Regions from separate parts of the Mus musculus genome. Here regions 1, 2, 3, 4, 5 and 7 are each linked to region 6. Evidence: chromatin contacts called from public HiCAR-type, Micro-C and promoter capture Hi-C data. All regions are on one chromosome and are shown on one strand. Each heading gives the region's core, a stretch centred on a gene start, on an enhancer-like site or on the middle of the called end of the contact. The rest is flanking DNA. Distances are from core to core; before and after follow the strand shown.

Region 1 (2,700 bases), core at 99-2,598, 1.7 Mb after region 6:
TCTCTCTCTTCCTACCACTGCTCTAACTCCCCTGGGGGTGACTGTGGTGCCCTTCTGGTCTTCAGTGTGACCTCCTCTAACACTTTCTACCCTACAAACCCGATAAGGTAAAGAGAAATCTACACTAAAAGCAGCTCACTGGGTATTCAGGACAACACCTAAATTCCCCACCCCACTAAAGGGCATTTGAGATACACGTGACATCCTCCTGCATCAATTCACTCCACACATGTAATCCCTTAATCCAAACAGGCTCCACAATCCCAGGTCCAAAAAACGCTGTTCACAACTTCACCTTGCTGTTCTCCAGGTAATGCACACCCCTCCTCCGACCCACTAGCCACTCCCTATCTCCATGGCTCCAACTTCACCCCTCTCCCCTCCACACCAAGTCCTAGTTCCTCCCAAATGAGGTTTGGGTGTTGTCTCTGTACACAAAGGACTATCTCTACCCCCAACAAAATAAATTCGTCTCAAAAATCTTTGCAAAGAACACAGCATGGTGCCCCAACCCTGTAATTCTGGCCTTCAGAAAGCTGAGGCAGGAGGGTCGCTGAATTCAAAAACCAACCTCATGGCTACATGTTGAGTTTGAGGAGGCTGTCTCAAAGCAAAGAAAAGCTTACCTTACTTACTCCAGCCCAATAAATATTTGGTTTGCAGACCCAGAGTAAAGAATATTCCATAGGGCATACAGCTGTAGACCACAGGGCGAGTTTCAAATCCTGACCACTCATTTTCATCTATAAAATGGACCACGTGACAGACATTCCATCCTCCAGCCCTTAGGGTCTACTGTACTTAACACAAAATAATCCTAACCCTATGGGGCCAGGGACCACAAAGGCTAGCTTTCACTATCAAGGAGCATGTGAGCCTCCCTGAAACCCACTAGCTCTCGCCAGGAATATTTGGGGTATTCCTGTCGGGGTGTTTTTGTTCAGATCGGGAATCGCCCCTGTCTACTGGTGTACTGATTCAAGTTAAAAACATCAACAACAAACCCGGGACTCTGCCAAGAGCTGCCTGGCTGTGAAACCTTAGTAAACCGACTCCTCCTCCTGCCTCAGTTTCGCCCTCCAGGGCAACCCGCCGTTCCAGCAAAGCACACTCGCGACACAAACAAGTCTCCGGCTAGGAGCTTTCAGAAGGGAAATATTACTCAGAAAGGGTCGAGGGATGGAAAGCCTAGCCAAAAACCGCTAAGTCACCTCTCATGGGGCGCGGGTCCTCCCCGGGGTCCCCGATTACCTGGGCGGGTGATCGCCGCGGTGACTGCAGAACCGTGGGAATTCCGGGCGTCGCGCAGACTCAGAGCAGCCACCTCTAGAGTCCGCCCCGCTGTGATTGAGCTGCGGCAACACAGATCGCTGAGCCCGGGCTACCTGCGCAGCCTGATTTGTGCAGCCTCGGAGTGTGGCGTATAAGGAAACCAATAGAAGCTGAGACTGAGGCCGGCAAGCCAGAAAGACTACGAATCCCAGTGTGCGTGGGCGGGGCTTCGGACCCTGTGGGCGGAGCTTTAGGGCCCTGTGGTCAGAGGTTGGGGCTGCGTCTTCTCAATGAGCTAGGCATGAGCACCTAGGTGTCTGGGGACTCTACGGACAGTGAGTGAGAAGTCGCGCGAACTAACTGGTCTCCAGCCTTGTCAGCGCACTGGACCTACGGATGCTACCCCGTAGTCCACCCACAACAAAGGACTGTTGTTTTGGGGTTTTTTTTGGTCTGCCTTGGCCTATGATCACAACACCCACCCCACCCCCAACCTCCAGAAATGTATGGCCACCCCAGCTCTACAGACAAGACATCTGACAAAATCAAGGAGCTTAATTTTTTTCAGGCTCCCAAGACACTTTCAGTGGCGGAAGCTAACCTTAGTAGTCTGGTTCCTGAATGCTAAAATCCTAATTCCCTGTCACGTCCCAAGTGTTCGGTGTCACAGTGAGCTGGAGAGGAAGTAAAATACTCTATATGCAAGTTCCAGAAGCTGGTGCTCAGTGAATGAGTTGGATGGAGTTGTGACAGAGTTCATGTAGTCTTGCCCGAGTATACCAGGACCCAAAACAGGGCCAACTCATTTGGCCTGGGGCTTACTGGTCAAGCTAGACTGCTGGCCAGTGAATCCAGGAGATCAGCTGTGTCTTTCTCCCTAATGGTCACACAAGTTTGTTACACTTTGAGCCATTCCCCACCCCACCCCCCGTCCCTGAATCTTTCCCCCTCCTCCCCCCAAGTCTTAGGCCTGGCAACCCACAGCAGGTCTGCTCCCTATCTCGGTTAATAAGATCATAGCCGCATCTGCCAGCTTAGTATTATCTCTGGCCATGTTTGCAGACAAGGAGAGTTGAATCATTGTGAGAGACTGTAAGGGCAGCAAAATGAAGATAACAACGGACACTTGGAAGAAAACATTTGCTGTCACTGACCTTAGCATACGGCCACATGGCCTAGGATCACAGCTTGGAGGTGACCTTGGGCTTCAAGTCAAAACCCTATGATGAAACATGCCTTCCGGTCTTCCACCGTGAGTATTTGAAGCACATTCATGGACTCACTGAACATATTTACCAGGCCCCTTTAAGTGCCACACATAGCCAAGTATTGAGATAAATAGGATTTTATTTCTTCCCCTTGGGCATTAGAAATGTGTCCTTAGCCACTTCCTATCTCACCCAAAATAAAAGGTAAACTTTGACGGTT
Region 2 (2,700 bases), core at 65-2,564, 1.8 Mb before region 6:
GCCAACGTTAAGATTCAGATCAATAGAGAGCAAGATACTGTCACCCTGTGATTGAAATTACTAATAAGAAAGTAAACTTAAGGTTACTCTGATGAAGATAAACAGAATCGGAAATCGGTGTGGTAAAGGTTATTTCTCATAAAAGACATACCCTCCAAGTGCCTTCCAGCGTGCGAATTTTAACCTCTAGTGAATTGCCTTCCGAGTAACACATGAGTTTCTTTGCTATCTGCTGATAATTGCAGATAGTGAAATCTGAACTAATAACTACGGCCAAGAGTTGAGTACCGCAGAGCTTGGGTTAGTCTTCTGTCAAGTGTTTCCTTTCCCTAGCGAAATAAGATTTCCTTTTTAACAAGAAACCAATCACGGAGTCTAAACTCCTGATGTTGATGGAACGGAAAAGGTCACAAATCCAGTCAAGCGAAGGCCTGCGGAGCATCCGTAGGCTCGCTCCCCTAGAAAAGGGCGCTGCGGAAAGCGGAGTGGTAAGTGGGTGGGCTCCGAACCAGATAGATGCACATCGCTGTCCTGGGTGATGCCCCTTTGCGTGAACGGCCACGACTTCCAGAAGGACAGGCAGCTGCAAACTCCGAGGGCGCTCGGCAGGGGTGACAGCGGTCCCCCTCCCACCCCACCCCTCCGCCTCCCCGAGCCCGTACCTGATGATGTCGTCGCTGTGGCCGCGGAAGAACTTCTGCCGATGCTCCCGCGGACTATACACCACGCCGACCCCCGCCACGAAGTACACGATCTCCTTGGCCGCCGTGTAGTAGAGGTTGTTGCGGCACTGGTGGCCCCGGTAGCCGTACACCCACTCGAGCCGCAGGTGGCAGCTCGGGGCGCTCCGAGCCGCCATGTCGGTGCGCCCACCCGTCGCTGCGGCTCGGGCCCGCGGTCGCCGCCGGGGCTGGGTGACGAAAGCTCTCCCGCTGGCGGCCCGGACGCTCCTCTAAGCCGAGCCCGGCAGGTGCATCTCGCTTGCGTGGCCGCCGCAGCCGCCGCCGCCGCTTCAGCCCACGGGCGGGAGGAAAAGCCTCGCCTCACCGAACATGCTGAGGGCCGCGAGCGCCGCCGGCTGTCCGGGAGCCTCGCGCGTCTGGGAGCTCGCCGTGTCCCCTCAGCCCAGTGCCTTAGGCTGGAAGACAACCAAGCGAAGAGGGGGGACGGGGACGCGCCTCCAGCCCGCTTCTTCTCCGCCCGCCCCGCGCACCGGACTCCCCGCCCGGGTCACCTGCGGCGCTCCGGTCTAGCCGCTACCTCGCCTCCACAGCCCCGGCGGAGCCGCGCCGCGCGCTCCCGAGCCCAGCTGAGTGGCGGGAGGGCGGAGCCGCGCGGCCCCGCCCCTCCCCTGCGCTAGCCCCACCTCTCAGGTGGCCCCGCCCCTCCCGGAGTAGAGCGGAATCAGAGAGCTCCCTGCTCACCACCACCAGGCTGTGGTTAACGCCCCCCGCCCCCCCGCCCCCCCCCCCCACGCAGTCCTCCCTACCAAGATCTAAGCACCCGTTCCCACCCTCGCGAGACCTGGATTACCCCACCCAGATTTGGATTCCTGTTGCTGGGTTTGCTTGCTCAGGAATCTCTGGGGAATCCCGCTTGCCCTTAGACCTCAGCTATTTCATATGCCAATGAATAACACCAGAATAGAATGTTCACTTTATTCTTTAATCGCCTCCTCCATACCTTACATATACGTGTGTGTTTGCTTATCATGGTGCTCTCTGGTCCAGAAATTTGGCAAGAAGAAAACCTAACCTCGCAAATGTGCTTTTGACACATTAGATACACTGTCCTAATAAATAGTCCTGGATTTGTTACTACTGTTGTTCAACAGGCCTCAAACTCATAATCCTCCTGTTTTTGTCTCCTGAATGCTGAGATTACAAATGTGCATCACTGTCCCCACCAAAACTCCGAACCCACCCCCCCCCCCCACGCACCCCACCACCACCCACCCCCACCCCGCTGGCAGATCTTTCAGCTGCTGTTTTGGATAGCAGCAATTATCTCTTGATTAAAATGAAGAAGGGCATGTTTTAAAGTAATTGTGAAATCAGATGGCCTAAATAATTGTGATCAGGTAGACTACTCCTGGAAGAGATGTTGACTATGTAACATCTATGTATGCTTAGAAAAAATTAAATATTTGTTGCCGTACATCGTGAAATATTAATCACTAGCTACATATAATTTTTATGAGGTAGGGTGTAGAAGAATAAGAATTTCTCTCTGTACAGTTTTTTTTTCAACACAATGTTTTACAGATCCCATGGTACATATTTAAGAACTTCAGATTAATACTAGATTTAAATAATTTATTTTCCCATTATCATATTTTCCATTGCAATTTTTAATGACCCAAGGGTAGAGTTTGAAGCAAAAACATTCTTAATTAAGCCATCCTCAGATGACAACTTAAGACCAAAAGAGATGACGGAGGCACAGCGGTGGCTGGAAAGTGAACCATTCATGAATACTAAAGAGAGGAAAGCAAATCTCACCAGTTCTCTATGCGATCTGTTAGCAGGGTCATGGCAGAGAAGTCAGTCAAGCCTTTACCCTGGACAAGGTGTTACCGCTTTCTGAAAGTCATGCAACCAGACCCCAGATATGGATCAACAAGTAAACATCTGGTGAACCATTTACGTAAAAGAACAATAATCCTTTGGTAATCTGATGCCTCCTAGTCCAGTCTGAAGC
Region 3 (2,713 bases), core at 73-2,572, 1.7 Mb after region 6:
CCATAGGCTTTTCAGTTGGCGAAATTAGCCTGGTCCTGTTTACCCAGTAGATGTAGCCTTCAGTGAATTATTGAACACAGATTTTCTTTTTAAAAACCCATTTCAAAAAGTCTGTGAGCTGTATGCAAAATATAACTATAGCACTATTGAATAATAGTCTCAGTTCAAGTTATCTTTTCTACAAGGAACCCTCACAAACTGACTTATTTTCCTACCTCGGGATACTTCTCCCTGTTTCTCTTGGTTTACAAAAGGCTCTGAACTATTGTTGATTCATTAGTTTAGGCAAAATCCATCTCTGTCACTTGAAAGCAGGTTCTTTTTAAAAAATTGTATTCTTTTATTTTTTTTCTTATACTATTTTATGTATTTACATTCCAAATGTTGCCCCCCTTACTGGTCCCCCCTTCCCGAGTTCTTCACCCCATCCCTTTAAATTGTATTCTTTTTTTCTTTTAAAGATTTATTTCATTTATATGAGTACACTGTAGCTGCCCTCAGGCACACCAGGAGAGGGCACCAGATCCCATCCCATTACAGTTGGTTGTGAGCCATTGACCTCAGGACCTCTGGAAGAGCAAGCAGCCAGTGCTCTTAACCACTGAGCCACCTCTCCAGCCCTTGTATTTTTTTTTTAATTGGATATTTTTTTTGTTTACATTTCAAATGTTATCCCCTTTCCCAGTTTTTTTAAAATTAGGTATTTTTCTCATTTACATTTCCAATGCTATCCCAAAAAGTCCCCCATACCCTCCCACCCACTCCCACTTTTTGGCCCTGGCGTTCCCTTGTACTGGGCATATAAAGTTTGCAAGTCCAATGGGCCTCTCTTTCCAGTGATGGCCGACTAGGCCATCTTTTGATACATATGCAGCTAGAGTCAAGAGCTCCGGGGTACTGTTAGTTCATAATGTTGTTCCACAGCCCTTGTATTTTTAATTTGTGTGTGTGTGTGTGTGTGTGTGTGTGTGTGTGTGTGCTTTGTGAATGAACTCAGAACTCAGAACTCAGGCCGTTAGTCCTGGCTATTTATCTATGTACTCTATTTACTGAACCATCCCACAGGCCCAGGGATTAGACAGTTCCAGTCTCTGCCTCGAAATCCTCACGTGTAAAACTTTTGAAAGGGAGGAGGAGCTCAGAGGCCTGGGCCGGCTCATGCCCCGCCCAGTTTGGCTTGGGCCCGCCCCTGTGGTGCTCGGGACCCTGCCCCCCGTTGTGGGCGTGCTCCGCAATGTTGTGGAGGCCGCGTGCCGGCGGCGTTACGTCACACGCACGCTGGCGCGGCACCCGGTTCGGCGGCAGACGGAAGGGGGCGTGGCCTGGCGCTAGGGCCCCGCGGCCGCCGGCGCCGCCGCCTGAGTGACCTGCTAGGCGGCCGGCGGCGCTCAGCTTCCGGCCACTCAGGCAGCTCGTTGGCCACTCTGTTTTGAGGTCCTCGCCGCCCTTCCACGTCTCCCGGAAGAGCTAGCCGGCAGGTCCGGGAGCAGCGGGCTGCTGTGGCGGCCCGGGCGGGCGACGAGGCCGCGGTGCTGCCGCTCGGCGTCCTCAGGTGAGGCGCGACCAGGCCGCGGGCGGGACGGCTTGGCCTGCGGGACCCGGTCTCCGCCTTTCCCGAGCGCTGTCGTGCTCGTCTTCGCTCAGGGACAAGGAAGGGGATGCCAGAGCCCCGTAGCCTCCGGATACCGAGGCTGACCCGCCCTCCACCCCGACTCTGCTCTGGGGACCCAGTACGATGTGTTCTCGCCTCTCGGGGACCCGTGGTCACACCGCCGGGCCTGACCCCTGACCCCCGCCTCTGTGTGACATCTGACCTTCCCGGTGGCTTTGCACCACGGGAAGTCCCCTCTTGGAGTCTGTCACTGAGATAAGAGCTCAGGTTTAGTGTCTACGATCCACGTGAAAGATATGTTTTAAAGCCCCGTTAACTTTCAGATGGGAGGCAAGACATTAATTGTCTTCAGGCTTTTTTTTATTAGGAGAGCTACTTTTCTCTCGCTCATCACTAATTTTTACATCGAGCTTGTGTAACGTTTTATAAGTCAGAAGGCATGTTACATTCCTTTTTCATTTGGTTTCTCATAAATTGAAATACACACTTAAATGGGTTTCCTAAAGAGTGTGTTGAAACAGTTAACTTCCGACGAGGTTAGAGCGGAGAGGTTAAAAGGTGGGTTTACCTCTAGGTTGACCTAGATTCCAGTGTCTGAGGTGCCATCGAAGTTCCAGGATCTTTCTAAGCCATATCCATCTTTATTTGTTTCTAAAGGACTTTACAGTTTGCCATATAATGTAGCTGAGCATTATGTTACTATATTATTTTTATTATTTTATTTTTATATTATATTATTTTTAGTGATAGTGTTTGCACAACACTTGACATATAAGGATGAATTACTTCAGTAGTGTTTCTAGGAGTGCCTGTGTGTGGGCTAGAATTGGAATTTATCATTGAGCAAACCAGGCATTGTGTGTATCCACCCACTCCCCCTTCCCCAGCAGGGAGAGACATGTTTTAAAACAACAGTTGCAACAACCTGAAGCAGTGTAAGGCAAAAGAAGGGCATGCACACAGAATAAAAAGACCTAGCATAGAAGGGAAGGAAAGACAACTCTGATGCCAATTTAGTGAAGAAAGCCCAAGATCTAATAGTTCCAAGCCAAAGGGACACTGACCACATTCAACCAACACTGTTGACTTTGTAGTTTACTT
Region 4 (2,700 bases), core at 105-2,604, 1.8 Mb before region 6:
GAGACTAGAAATATTCACAATCCATTCCTTTGTTCTGAAATGTAGACGTCGGGTTGAAATCTGCAAAAGCTACCTGGGTTAAATATAATGTTTGCATTGTGATTCTCTAGTGGTTTCAGGAAACTGCAAAAGGTCTGTGTTTATTGATTGTTATCTGTGAGAGAAAGTGTAGACACCGTCAGAAAACTCTTCACTATTCAGATATTTTCTTCTGTCTTCCGTCATGGTAGGAAGGAGGCAGGAGGATGGTCTAAGAAGCCACCCCCAGACTCACCCCAGCCTCATTTCTGCATTATGGGCTCTTGCTGTTAGATATTTGTCATCTTTGTAAATGTGTAGAGGAAAGTCGGGCAGTGGTTCAATCAGTCAGAACCACTCTGGGCTGGGGATTTAGCTCAGTGATTTCAACAATAGAATCTTTATCTAGCGCGTGCCAAAACCCTGGACTCGGTCTTCTGCAGGGAAAGAATAAAAGCAAACAAAACCAAAACTCACTGCACACATGAAAACATTTGACAGACGACACGTGCCCATAAACGGGGTTTCAAAAGTTTATTTGTTGTATCTGGTGTCAAATACCTGTATGCACTGGCACTAGGGAGGCTGCACTGCAGATTAGCCTAGGCTGCATGGCAAGATCTTGAAACCAAAGAAAACAACCCAAACCAAAGGAAAACCAAAACAATACAGCAACAACAAATCTCCCTTTCCATACATTATCTACTTTGGAAGAAATGCCCTCAATCTGTAAATTATAGTCTCGCCTCCTTAACTCCAAACAAGTGAAGCAAATAATTTCTCTTTTTGGAGCCTATCTCATCTTCTCATCTGTAAAATGAGTGTATTGGACTAAGCAAGCTCTCAAATCCCTTGCAATTTGAACACTGCCGTGAGACGGAAAAATACTGTAGAGGTTTTGGATTTAGGGCACAGGAGAAACTGTTTCCGCATTTATGTTTCTAGAGTCAGAAATATGACAGCAGTAGGAATGCGCGAAGTGGGGCGTAGTGAGACAGGAGACACAACCCGGGTCAATTTAGGTGGGCTTTTTTTTTTTTTTTTTTTGGCACTTACAGGGTAAGCAACCGGATGGTTGCTAGGCAACTGCATCTCTCGTTAGCACGGAGGACCCTGTCCGAGGTGTCTAAGTCACTACCTGTTTCTTTTAAAGGCTTGGTGGCTTTTCAAAGTTAATGCAATCTATTGTCATTAAAAGAACACTTTTTTGCCAGCAATTCTTTGCAAACTCTCTGGCTGAGGTCGGCTCTCAGAGGCTTTCCCGTCCCCTGTTTTCAGGCGCGCTGCGGACACCTCCTTAGCCAGGCCCCGCCGTTGCGCGTTGCTCAGCAAAGCCAGACGCCTCCCGCTCGCTGCTCCCGAACCCCGCCCTCCCCGGGCCGGGCTCTGGGTACAGGGCCTCTGGGTTCCTTGAGGGTTGTCCCGGACCACCATGGGCTCAGAGATGGAGCCACTGCTCCGGGCCTGGAGCTATTTTAGACGCAGGAAGTTCCAGCTCTGCGCCGATCTATGCACGCAGATGCTGGAGAAATCCCCTTATGATCAGGTACCTGGCCGGCCCCAGGCAGTCTGTGGATCCTCTTTGCTGAGGCCATGGGCTCAGGGCGGGATCCCTCTGTCCCCTGAGGGAGGCCCGGGAGGAGGGCCCAAGAAGAAGTTGCCTGTGTAATCCGCAAAGGCACCTGGAGCGAGACTCTTTGGAATCCTGGACAGTAGGTCCCTGCCTTTTGCATCCCCTGGGAATCCTGAGTCCTGTGCTTTGACAGCTCCTGCTATAAACTTCAGCACACCTTTTTCAGAATTAGTTATATTTAAAGGGACTCTGTTAAGTTTGTGAGGGGCTTTGATAGTTCATTGGTCATTCACTGGTCACACTCCTAACTTGGTTGATTTCTAAAAAGGAAAATATATATGTGAACAAAGACTTGAGATGCAGCCGCCTTTAAACACAGCTGTCTTTTGGTCCAGATAGTGAAGCACGCGATCTACCGCATTTTTAGACCTCTGTCCAAGTGTGAAGGAACTTTTGTTTCTGAGTCATGAATTCAACTGGAGGCAAGATAGAAGAATGAGAATGTAGATGAGGGAAGGATATATTTATTTTTAAAGAAACTACCTGGGCAAGAGAAACTTTTCTTGTAGGAGGGAAATATAAGACAGAAGAAGACCTGATAGCCTTGGTTAGAAGGACATATAACAGTTCAACATGAAGGTATACTCCTGTACAGCAAGGGGATCAGTAGTTCAAAGCCATGCTCAGCTAGGTAGAGAGTTCAAGGCCAGCCTGGTGAGCTAAAGGAGAACCTGTCTTTAAAGGGGATCGGGCAAAAGGGAACTTAATAAATACAGCATTATTGTGTATAATGAATGCAAAGGTCAATAATGAATGGGGGAGGTATCACGAACATTATCATTGAATAAATAGCCCCTGGAAGAGGCGAGAAGAAAAACAGGAGCCTAAGAGTAGAGTTGTGCCAGTTTGGCAGTGCTTTTAGGTACATGCACAGTGTATTGTACCTATTCAGACCCTGGTTTTCTTGCTTTCCCTCTAGTGGTGTTGCCTTGGAGTTGTTAGGAAAGAAAGGGAAAGCTAGAAAAGCCTGAGTGTGAAGGTTGTTCCTGGACTCTGCTGCTCTCTGAGCGAATGGATGAAGGATGCTCAAATAAATGGTCATAGGCGTC
Region 5 (2,700 bases), core at 76-2,575, 1.6 Mb after region 6:
CCTCTGAACTCTAGCTCCAGCTCTGGATAACACAAATAAAGGCTGATATGAACAGTCATATATAAGGTTTTGCATGGACACACTATGATAGATAGCTTTAATTTGTCAACTTGACACAACCTAGAATCACTGAGAAGAAATTCTCAGTAAGGGATTGTCTGCATTTAGTTAGGCCTATGAGTATGCTGGTGAGGGACTGTCTTACTTAAGTTATTGGTGCGGGAAGACTCAACCCACTGTGGGCAGCACCATTCCCTATACAGGGTGCCCTGAACTATGTAAGAGTGGAGAAAGTGAGCTGATCACAAGCCAGGTAAACATGGTTACATTCATTTCTCTTTGCTCTGGATGTCATGTGACCAGCTTTTTGACATCCCCCCCCTCCCCCTGCCTTGACTTCCCCATAATGAACTGTAACCTGGAATTGAAAGCTGAAATAAGCCCCTTTGGGTACGTAGTTTCCCCTTCTGAGGAACTGCCAAGGCTGCTTCCCAAATCAGCTGGCCCATTTACCACTCCCAGCAGGAGACTGTTAACTAAGCCTTTCCTCTCACTTCCACAGGCTGATTTGGAGGAAATGCCAAAAGAGAAGTGGTTGTGAGGGTGTGTGGACACTCTAGCACTCCTGTGTAATCGTGGGTAGAGGCCAAGGATGTGGATGGAAGTTGGGTTACTCCTACAATGCACAATGCACAAGACAGTCCCAAGCACAAAACATTTAATCTGTCCCCAGCAGTCTAAATAATGCCCAGGCTGGGAATGAATTAAACAAGGTGATATCTTGAGGTCCGCTATTACCTGGTCTCACAGGCTTAGCTAGCTCAGGAGACATTTTTGAGTGTCTGGGCGCTTAAAAAAGGAGGCATTACGACTCGCGGTTGTTGTGTAAGCTAGCAAGTTTTCTCCTTTAGTCTCTCACTGGGTGCTGTACTCAGCACAGGTGCCTTAGATGTCAGGCTTCATGGACGATATCTGCTTTGTTAAACAGTGATCTTATCAACAGAGAAGGTATCAAGGAGAGACAGGATGGCCACCTGTCAGGGACGTGGAGGAGGTGCCCCGCCTTGGGGGCGGGAGTGGGTATGGGTCGTGGCTCCCCCGGGATGAAGGAGGTCCCATTTGGGCCGTGGGCCTCGTCACCTGCCAGCCCTGAGTGCCTTGCTATCCGGTGCCAACTTGGAGACTTTCCTGTGAGTTTCGCTCGCAGGCTCCGGGCGGCCACAGTCCGTGCTGTCCTCGACCCCGGCACCGCCCGCCGCCAGGCCCGGCCCTAGGGGCGCGGCCCGGCTTCCGCGCGCCCCAGGGGGCTCCCTGCTACGAGCAGCCACGGCCGAATGGCTTCTGACAAAAAACCCTTGACCACCAAGGCCGGCCTCTTCCTGCGAGCCCCGCGCGCTGCGATCCAGGAAGTGGAAGGCAGCGGCCCCGCGCTTCCCCACTGGGCGCGCGGCTGGCGGCGGCGCCCAGCCCGGCCCTCGGCGAGGGACAGCGCCAGCGCCACGCGGAGGTCGCTGCGTCCCCAATCGCCTGCCCCACGATGCGACGCGCCGAAGCGCCCTCGAGCGCCCACCCTGCCGGGTAAGTGGCAACCCGTGCCCGCCGCTCCCCAGGTGGCCCGCGTCCTGCCTCTTTTGCTCAGCTTGATCCCCGAGAGCCCTGGGTGCTCCGGATAGGGCTACGGGACGTCGTGGATGTCATGCTGAAATGAACACCCCCCACGAGCGTGCGGATCCCCCAGCAGGGACTAAGGGTGAAACTAGGTTCTGCAAGGAAAGGGGGCGGCCTTGGTGACTGCCGAACTTGGCCAAACTTTCAAATCCAGACTTTGTTAGCGGGGGGGGGGGGGGGGGGGGGGGGAAGCAGTGCACAATGTGCGGCTGGGAGGGTTTGGTGTGTTCGAGCCCGAGATGTCCGTGTAGCCATGGCTCTAGCCTAGGCTGAACTTTGGATGCAAGCACTCGCTGCCCTGGCCCAGCCAGCCCCATGCACCACGAAGCACCGCTGCTCTGCCTAAACCCCAGCTTGCGCCCTCAGGTTCTGGGACCGAGAGTGGGGGTGGGGGCGGGGGTGGGGAGTAGGGTGGTAGATAAGAAGCACCTACAACTTTAGGCAGGCCCATCCAGCAGCTAACTCTCTGCCTGGAGGATTGAGGCGCCACCAGATCCCATCTGCCACCCCACTGGATCGGCTGGGGACCTTTGGACTGGCCTTTGAAGAGCCTGGTGTGTGAGGAGGGTCTAGAGTGCTCGGGTGCAAATGATTGGCGGGATACCCAGACGCAGATGCAGTCTGAAGTGTGTGAAATTAAATGGCTTGGGAACAACCATTCGGAAGGGATTCCTACTTTTGTGCTCTTCCCTACCCCCCACCTCAAGACCTGGAACACTGCCCAGAGCTACACAAGGTTGGGAATGTCCTGTCATCCCGCCCAGCCCAGTCCTAAGAGAAGATCGGGAAGGGTGGGGTTTGAAGCTGCACCGAGTAGAAAGCGATTTCTGCGAAAGTCTTCTAGCACTTTCTGAGGTGCCATGGATGATGGACGAATCTGGGGTACCATACTTTTTGTATTTCCGTTTAAAAGTCCCGGGCCTGATCCCGGATGAATTCCCGTGGCTGCCTGTTTTAATTCTGTGACCTCATCTCTTTGAGCTTCCACTCTTTAGAACAGGAACGCTATCTGTACACATCTTGTACTCTCCA
Region 6 (2,700 bases), core at 196-2,695:
ACTGCAGTGCTTATACTGATAAATGAGAAGGCATGAATTTACATCTTATACTAAGTCATAAGACTGGCACCAAAGATACTAATGGGCAATCAAGAATTGTGGGTTGTAGTTAACTTTATCCATCTGTTTCAATCTGTTCCAAACAGCAGCAAGGTGGACCCGCTTTCTACCTGAAACCTGCCATTTGCCATTTGTGTCTACTTAATATAATGTGCCAAAGACTTAAGTGTCAAAAATCTTAAAACCACTGACACTAATAACTATCGATCCACTCTAACACATTCTCCATGCAGAAATGATAGTGTAAGGGGAGACCTGACTCCATGGGGCTGGGGAGACCCAAACTTTACCAATTGGTCCAGATAAGAATTTTCCAAAACAAACCCCGGAATTACACAATGAAAAAGCAAAAGTAAAAAGCTTAGCACACGGAGCTTTACTGATCTCCAGCACAGGGGATGCAAGCACTTAAGTCGCCTAGTGAAGCCTTTCACCCAAAACTTTACATTTATAGAGGCTGCTTGCCAAAAGACCTGGCAAATTTCAGAGAGTATAGTACTTCACGATAACTCTGAGAGAAAGGACTTAATTCCAGAGGACCACGAAGCCTTTTTCCTTCACCAGAGACTAACCGAGAACCAATACCCCTCTCGCAGGATCGCTGTCCCTTAGGGATGGTACAGACATACATACACACACAAACACACACACTCCCCTCACACCTGAACCATCCCAGGCAGAGGTGCAGGGTAAAGTGAGTTCAAGCTTCAAGCTCCATCACACACAGCTCCACACAGCTCACCTCTTGAGGGAAAGAGTACCTTTCCCTCGAGACAGCGTGTAGTGACAGATATGTCACCTATGCAGGAAAGGGGGCATAAAGGCATCTTCCCAGGCTGGGTCGGAAACTGGGGGCCCAGCAGGAGCAAACTTTCCTCTCCGTGCCCAGAGCCTCCCAGGACCCCCGGACTATTCCCCGCCCGCGAAGCCCCGCCCCGGGCCCGTCCCCCCCAGCCCGCGCCCCTTTTGGCCTGTGCGCGCACCCATGCCGGCTCTCAGGCGCGCCTCCGCGGCTGGCCCGGCCAGCAGAGGGCGGGGTCGCTCACCGGTCCGCAGCTCGTGCTTGACAGTAAGGAGCTGCTCGCCGCCGTCGCCGCTGTCCCCGCTGGTGCCCGCGCCGCCGCTGCCGCCGCCCTCCCCCTCCATCTTCACCCTCTTTCCGATCGCGCGGGTCGCTCTTAGGGGAACCTGATGGGACAGCAGACGCCCCGTCTCTCCACAGCTCCAGGAGCCGAGCTGCCGCAGCGCCACAACTCCGACACTGAGGCGAGTCTCTTTCCCGCTCTGGCCGTGCAGCTCCTCCGCCTCCTCCCCTCAGCGGGCACCGCTAGTACGGCACAACCCCGCGCCCTGCGCCTCCACCTCCTCCTCCAGGCCGCTCCTCCCACAGCCAGCCCAGGAGACAGCCCTGAGCCACCAGCGCTATTGGGCGCAGCGCGCGCGCGTCTGCCAGCGCCCGTTCCCATTGGGCGGCTAGTCCTGACGTTTCAGGAGCCGCCCCGCCCCGCTGCTCGAATTGTTGTTGCTTGGCGGGGAGGCAGGAGAGGGAGGAGCGCGAACGCTCCGATTGGCAAGACCCACGGAATGCCCCACCTACTCGCTTTGGTGCGCACGCGCAGGCAGGCCTTCCCTCTCCTGACCTCCCCAGAATGGTCACACCCCTTATTCCCAGCTTCGATCTGTTAGTAAACAGTATCTAGTAGTCAGGAGGCGCTCCGGACCTCTGATTGGCTACTGCGGAAAGAGGCGGGGAAAGACGATTGGACCGCTTGGTCCGCCAATCACAGTGGACAAAGGAGGGTCCTGGAGGGAAGCACTTGTCACCCACGTGTTTGCGCTCGCGCGCGTCTGAGGGTCCTAGGGAACGGCCCACAAATGTGTGACTGTCTGGAAGATGGCATGTCTTCGAATGATACTATTCTCTGTAGCACTAAATAAATTAAATGAATTTTGTGTTTAAATACAGGTAGGAGCCGGCAAGATGGTTCCGTGGGTAAAAGTGCTTGCGGCCAGACGTGGACAACCACAGTGCAGTTCCCATATAATGAAAAAGAACTAACATGTTGACCTCCGACCTCCACACAAGCTTTAATTAAGGGCATGTATCGCTCACACAAGGCAAAACTAAATTACGTTTAAAAATTAAATACAGGTAGCTCCTATACACAAAAAGTCAAGGTTCTGGCTCCGGATGAGAAATCTGAAATAATAACTTGTGGAGGTGGGGAGTGTAGCTCAGCCTAGCCTTGACCCCCTGGTACGTCTAGCACCACCTCCCAGTGCTGGAATTCGCAGTATGTGCCACCATGCCTTGCTTATGACATGCGGGAGATTGAACTCTCCAGCTTTATGAATGCTAGGCGAGCAGTCTACCAGTTAAACTACATCCTCATCCCAATTTTTCATGTTTAAGAAACTCAAAGAGTGTGGTGAATCATAAAATAAGATTCAATTTCTGCTCCTGAAAAGCTATTAACGGAACTCGAGAGATGGGCAACTTGTATACAGGCACAGGAAACTATAAAGAATTTAAACAAAACTGTGAACCAGTATTAAGCATTAGAGAATGGCACAGATGGCAACGATTATTCTCAAGGCTTTTAGGGCAAGGAGAAAATCTGGATAGCCAATTTAAAGGGC
Region 7 (2,754 bases), core at 147-2,646, 2.0 Mb after region 6:
AGAGGCCTGTCTGGGAGACTCAGCCAAACCCACAAGGGAACTATAAGGGGCGCAGAACCAGGGCCCCCTTATAAATAGGCATTATCCCATCCAGTTGTGGTCAAGGAGGGCCTGTAAGGCTTGCCTGGGGCAGAGAAGCAGCAGGCTCTTGGACAGCCATGAGGGGCAAGGCAGTGCTGCCAGGGCGGCCTCTATGTGCCAGCTCAGACTGCTAACTAACCCCTGTGCACCAAGGGATAATGGAAGCCCAACTGTTCAATTCTCCAAAATTCGGGGCACCCACCAGGGATGGAACTACAAGTGAAGTCCATTTTCAAAAGTCAAATCTACTAAGTGAAAAGACTACCTAACAAAAGGTTTCCACCCGGAGTTTGCAAAAGGCTTCGGGGATGGGGTGTGGGGGCTGGATTCTCTTAGGCTTTCATTGAGAAGCTGTAACCAATAGCTCTGCGGAGAGGCAAGGCACACCTGACTCTAGGAACCCAGCACTTCTGTAATGTATTAAGAGCAAGCTCCATCAAAGCCCTCGGTCTCTGCCACTGAAGCACCAGCGCAGGGAGAACGAGGTGCTCAGCCGGAATGGCAGAAGACAATTCTACCCTACGTGGGTCCACCCATCACTTTCTATGCTCTGCCACTCCTTGGCCCTGGGACTACAAGGCAGGTACCCCACCTCTCTGCTGGTAGGTGTCCCTCTTCTAAGACACGTGGCCCAGAATCACCATCCTGGCTAATTTGCGAGGCTGCTGCGAGGCTCTAATGAGACAGCAAATCACCACAGACAAGCCAAGTATCGCTACTCATTTCAACTGGGCTTAAGCCGGCTGATATGCAATGACAGCTTCAGGAGCCGTGCACACGCGAGGCACGTAGTAGGCTCCACACAAACGCCGGTATCCTGCTCTACTAAGGGGAAGAAGAGGGAGGAAGAAAAACACACCAGTCCAAAAGTACCCTCTAACCCCTGACTGCTGGCGTGGACTCCCCGATTTCCCGGGTCCCACCACCCTGGACGGCCAGGGATCTCCCGGCACGACCCCAGTGCACCTGAGAGCCGCGGTCCGAACCCAACGCCCACAGCGGCCACGCTCCCCTCGGACACAGCCCGCGGCCCCCCGCGGCCACCTTGCTGCTCCGAACCAGCCCTCAGCGCGCGCCGCTCCTTCCCGGGTCGCCGTCGTCTGCCCCGCGCCCGCCGAGGGTAACCAGGCTCGGGCCGCGGGGGTCCCCAAGCCGCGTCCCTCCTCACCTGCACAGCTCCGCGAAGGCCTGGAAATTGAGCTTCTTGACTTTCTTCTCGCTCAGCCAGTAGCCAACTCTCTTCCCTTTCAGGAAGGTCTGCATCTTCTTCCTCCTCGGCCCGGGAGCCTGGGTCCGGAGGAAATTGCCCACAGGCCGAGCGTGTGGGGCCGGCGCGCGCCGCGAGCGTGCGGGCACCTCCTCCGGCGGCGGCGGCGGGGACGCGGAGCGGGCTTCAGCGCGCGGTCCTACCGGGCGGGGCGGCGGGCGGGGCGGGCCGGGGCGGGGCGGCGGCTGGGGGGCGGAGGCTCAGCGCGCCGCGCCACTGGCTGGGCCCCGCGGGTGGGCGCGCCCCGCCGCCGCCCCGCCCCCTCCGCCCCGCGGGGCTCGCCCGCGCAGGGACGTGCGCCCCGCAGCACCGTGCGCCGCTCGAGGACTCTAGGGATCCCGGGCCGCCGCCCGAGACCGCACCCGAGCCTCGAGCCCGAGCTGGAGCACGCCCTCCCGCGGCGAGGGTTCGCCCGCGCGTGCCTCTCGGACGCGCGGGGACCCCCTCGGGGAGCGCGCCGCCGTGTCCCCCGCCCTTCCTGCCCCAGCGCCCGCGCACACGCCACGCACACGCGGGGCCTGGGGCAGAGCTCCCGGAGGAGGAAGCGCCGGTTACCGCCAGGGGGCGCCAATGAGTCTTAAAGGCGCCGCCGCTAGTGGCGGGGTGCTGGATGGTGGCCAGGGCAGAGTGGGGTGAGGGAGTCGTGGTGTGGGCGCCTTGTGTCTATCTTGGAGGGCGGCCAAACCACTGGGCTTCGTTGCTCCTTGGCAGCACAGCGGGGATTGCCCCCAGAGGCAATTCGTTGCAATTGTCCTGTACTATCTCCACAACTGCCCCAGGTTCACACTCTGGGGTCCCTTTCAGCGGAGGGAGAGAAGCAGCCAGAGTGCACATAGCATCTTCAGGAGAGCCTTTTCTTTGCTAGGTGAAGGGACGTAGCTCGGCGTCTGACTTAGTGCTTTGGATCCTCTGAGCCACCTGCTCTACCCCGGCCTATGGGACAGTACTTAGCATTCCAGCCATCTCCAGCCTATGCTTTAGGCATTGGGAGGAGAAATTGGAGGCTCTCCCCAGACACAGACAGGGAAAAAAAAATGGGTTCCCGTGTGTAAAGAAAGACATTTTATCTGGCTTTGGAAATAAAGACAATTTTTGAAGATCTGAGATGAGAAAAGGCTTGAAGAAATGAAAGCTGTTAGTAAAGTGACAGAAACGGGCCTTGACCAGACTTGAGGAGTTACACCAAGTCCCTTTTTCCGGCTTAGATCCTGACCTTGGGCAGTGTCCTTGGTCCCCCTTGGTTCAGTTTTAGCAAGAAACCTCCTGAGTCAGAAAAGTTCGCCATCCCTGGTATCAGATCACTGCGGCCTGTCTGCAGTAAGAATGCTGTCAAGTGGGGCTGCTGAGATGGCTCAGCTGGTAAGGGTACTTGTGGCCAAACCTGACAACGAGAGTTCTATTCTCCA

What was found. Promoter capture Hi-C pulls out the DNA fragments that hold promoters and counts their contacts. A called contact is a pair of places that touch in the nucleus more often than the background predicts. HiCAR-type assays count read pairs that join an accessible place to other places. Capture Hi-C pulls out chosen DNA fragments and counts their contacts.
Region 1: a promoter capture Hi-C map of liver shows a contact between it and region 6, with 2.6 times the contacts expected there. The contact joins the promoter of Lgmn here to the promoter of Rps6ka5 in region 6. A contact is called at or near these places in 8 of 39 promoter capture datasets (the 3T3-L1 cell line, 3T3-L1-derived adipocytes, the C10 cell line and 4 more).
Region 2: a promoter capture Hi-C map of liver shows a contact between it and region 6, with 2.5 times the contacts expected there. The contact joins the promoter of Eml5 here to the promoter of Rps6ka5 in region 6. A contact is called at or near these places in 3 of 39 promoter capture datasets (embryonic stem cells, liver and pre-B cells), 2 of 484 Hi-C or Micro-C datasets (CD4 T cells and muscle stem cells), 1 of 115 datasets of contacts at active chromatin or transcription factors (astrocytes) and 2 of 9 other capture datasets (adipose tissue and liver).
Region 3: a promoter capture Hi-C map of liver shows a contact between it and region 6, with 4 times the contacts expected there. The contact joins the promoter of Golga5 here to the promoter of Rps6ka5 in region 6. A contact is called at or near these places in 4 of 39 promoter capture datasets (hippocampal neurons, liver and pre-B cells) and 1 of 115 datasets of contacts at active chromatin or transcription factors (microglia).
Region 4: a HiCAR-type map of astrocytes shows a contact between it and region 6, with 3 times the contacts expected there. The contact joins the promoter of Ttc8 here to the promoter of Rps6ka5 in region 6. A contact is called at or near these places in 2 of 39 promoter capture datasets (liver and pre-B cells) and 1 of 115 datasets of contacts at active chromatin or transcription factors (astrocytes).
Region 5: a promoter capture Hi-C map of liver shows a contact between it and region 6, with 5 times the contacts expected there. The contact joins the promoter of Rin3 here to the promoter of Rps6ka5 in region 6. A contact is called at or near these places in 2 of 39 promoter capture datasets (liver and pre-B cells).
Region 7: a contact with region 6 is called in a Micro-C map of embryonic stem cells, with 6 times the contacts expected there. The contact joins the promoter of Itpk1 here to the promoter of Rps6ka5 in region 6.

Annotation. Positions count from the first base shown.
Region 1 is chr12:102,438,380-102,441,079 of GRCm38.p6, forward strand. Lgmn (legumain) reads right to left here and starts at 1,349. Exons shown (of 14, transcript NM_011175.4): 1 at 1,252-1,349.
Region 2 is chr12:98,900,170-98,902,869 of GRCm38.p6, forward strand. Eml5 (echinoderm microtubule associated protein like 5) reads right to left here and starts at 1,315. Exons shown (of 44, transcript NM_001081191.1): 1 at 663-1,315. The coding sequence starts at 859.
Region 3 is chr12:102,467,812-102,470,524 of GRCm38.p6, forward strand. It overlaps Golga5 (golgi autoantigen, golgin subfamily a, 5), which reads left to right and starts at 1,323. Exons shown (of 13, transcript NM_001199004.1): 1 at 1,323-1,552. It overlaps Gm30198 (a long non-coding RNA gene), which reads left to right. Exons shown (of 3, transcript XR_381856.1): 3 at 1-65.
Region 4 is chr12:98,919,220-98,921,919 of GRCm38.p6, forward strand. Ttc8 (tetratricopeptide repeat domain 8) reads left to right here and starts at 1,355. Exons shown (of 14, transcript NM_029553.4): 1 at 1,355-1,564. The coding sequence starts at 1,451.
Region 5 is chr12:102,281,749-102,284,448 of GRCm38.p6, forward strand. It overlaps Rin3 (Ras and Rab interactor 3), which reads left to right and starts at 1,326. Exons shown (of 10, transcript NM_177620.4): 1 at 1,326-1,578. The coding sequence starts at 1,538.
Region 6 is chr12:100,723,675-100,726,374 of GRCm38.p6, forward strand. Rps6ka5 (ribosomal protein S6 kinase, polypeptide 5) reads right to left here and starts at 1,446. Exons shown (of 17, transcript NM_001330702.1): 1 at 1,107-1,446. The coding sequence starts at 1,206.
Region 7 is chr12:102,703,473-102,706,226 of GRCm38.p6, forward strand. It overlaps Itpk1 (inositol 1,3,4-triphosphate 5/6 kinase), which reads right to left and starts at 1,397. Exons shown (of 10, transcript NM_172584.3): 1 at 1,250-1,397. The coding sequence starts at 1,344.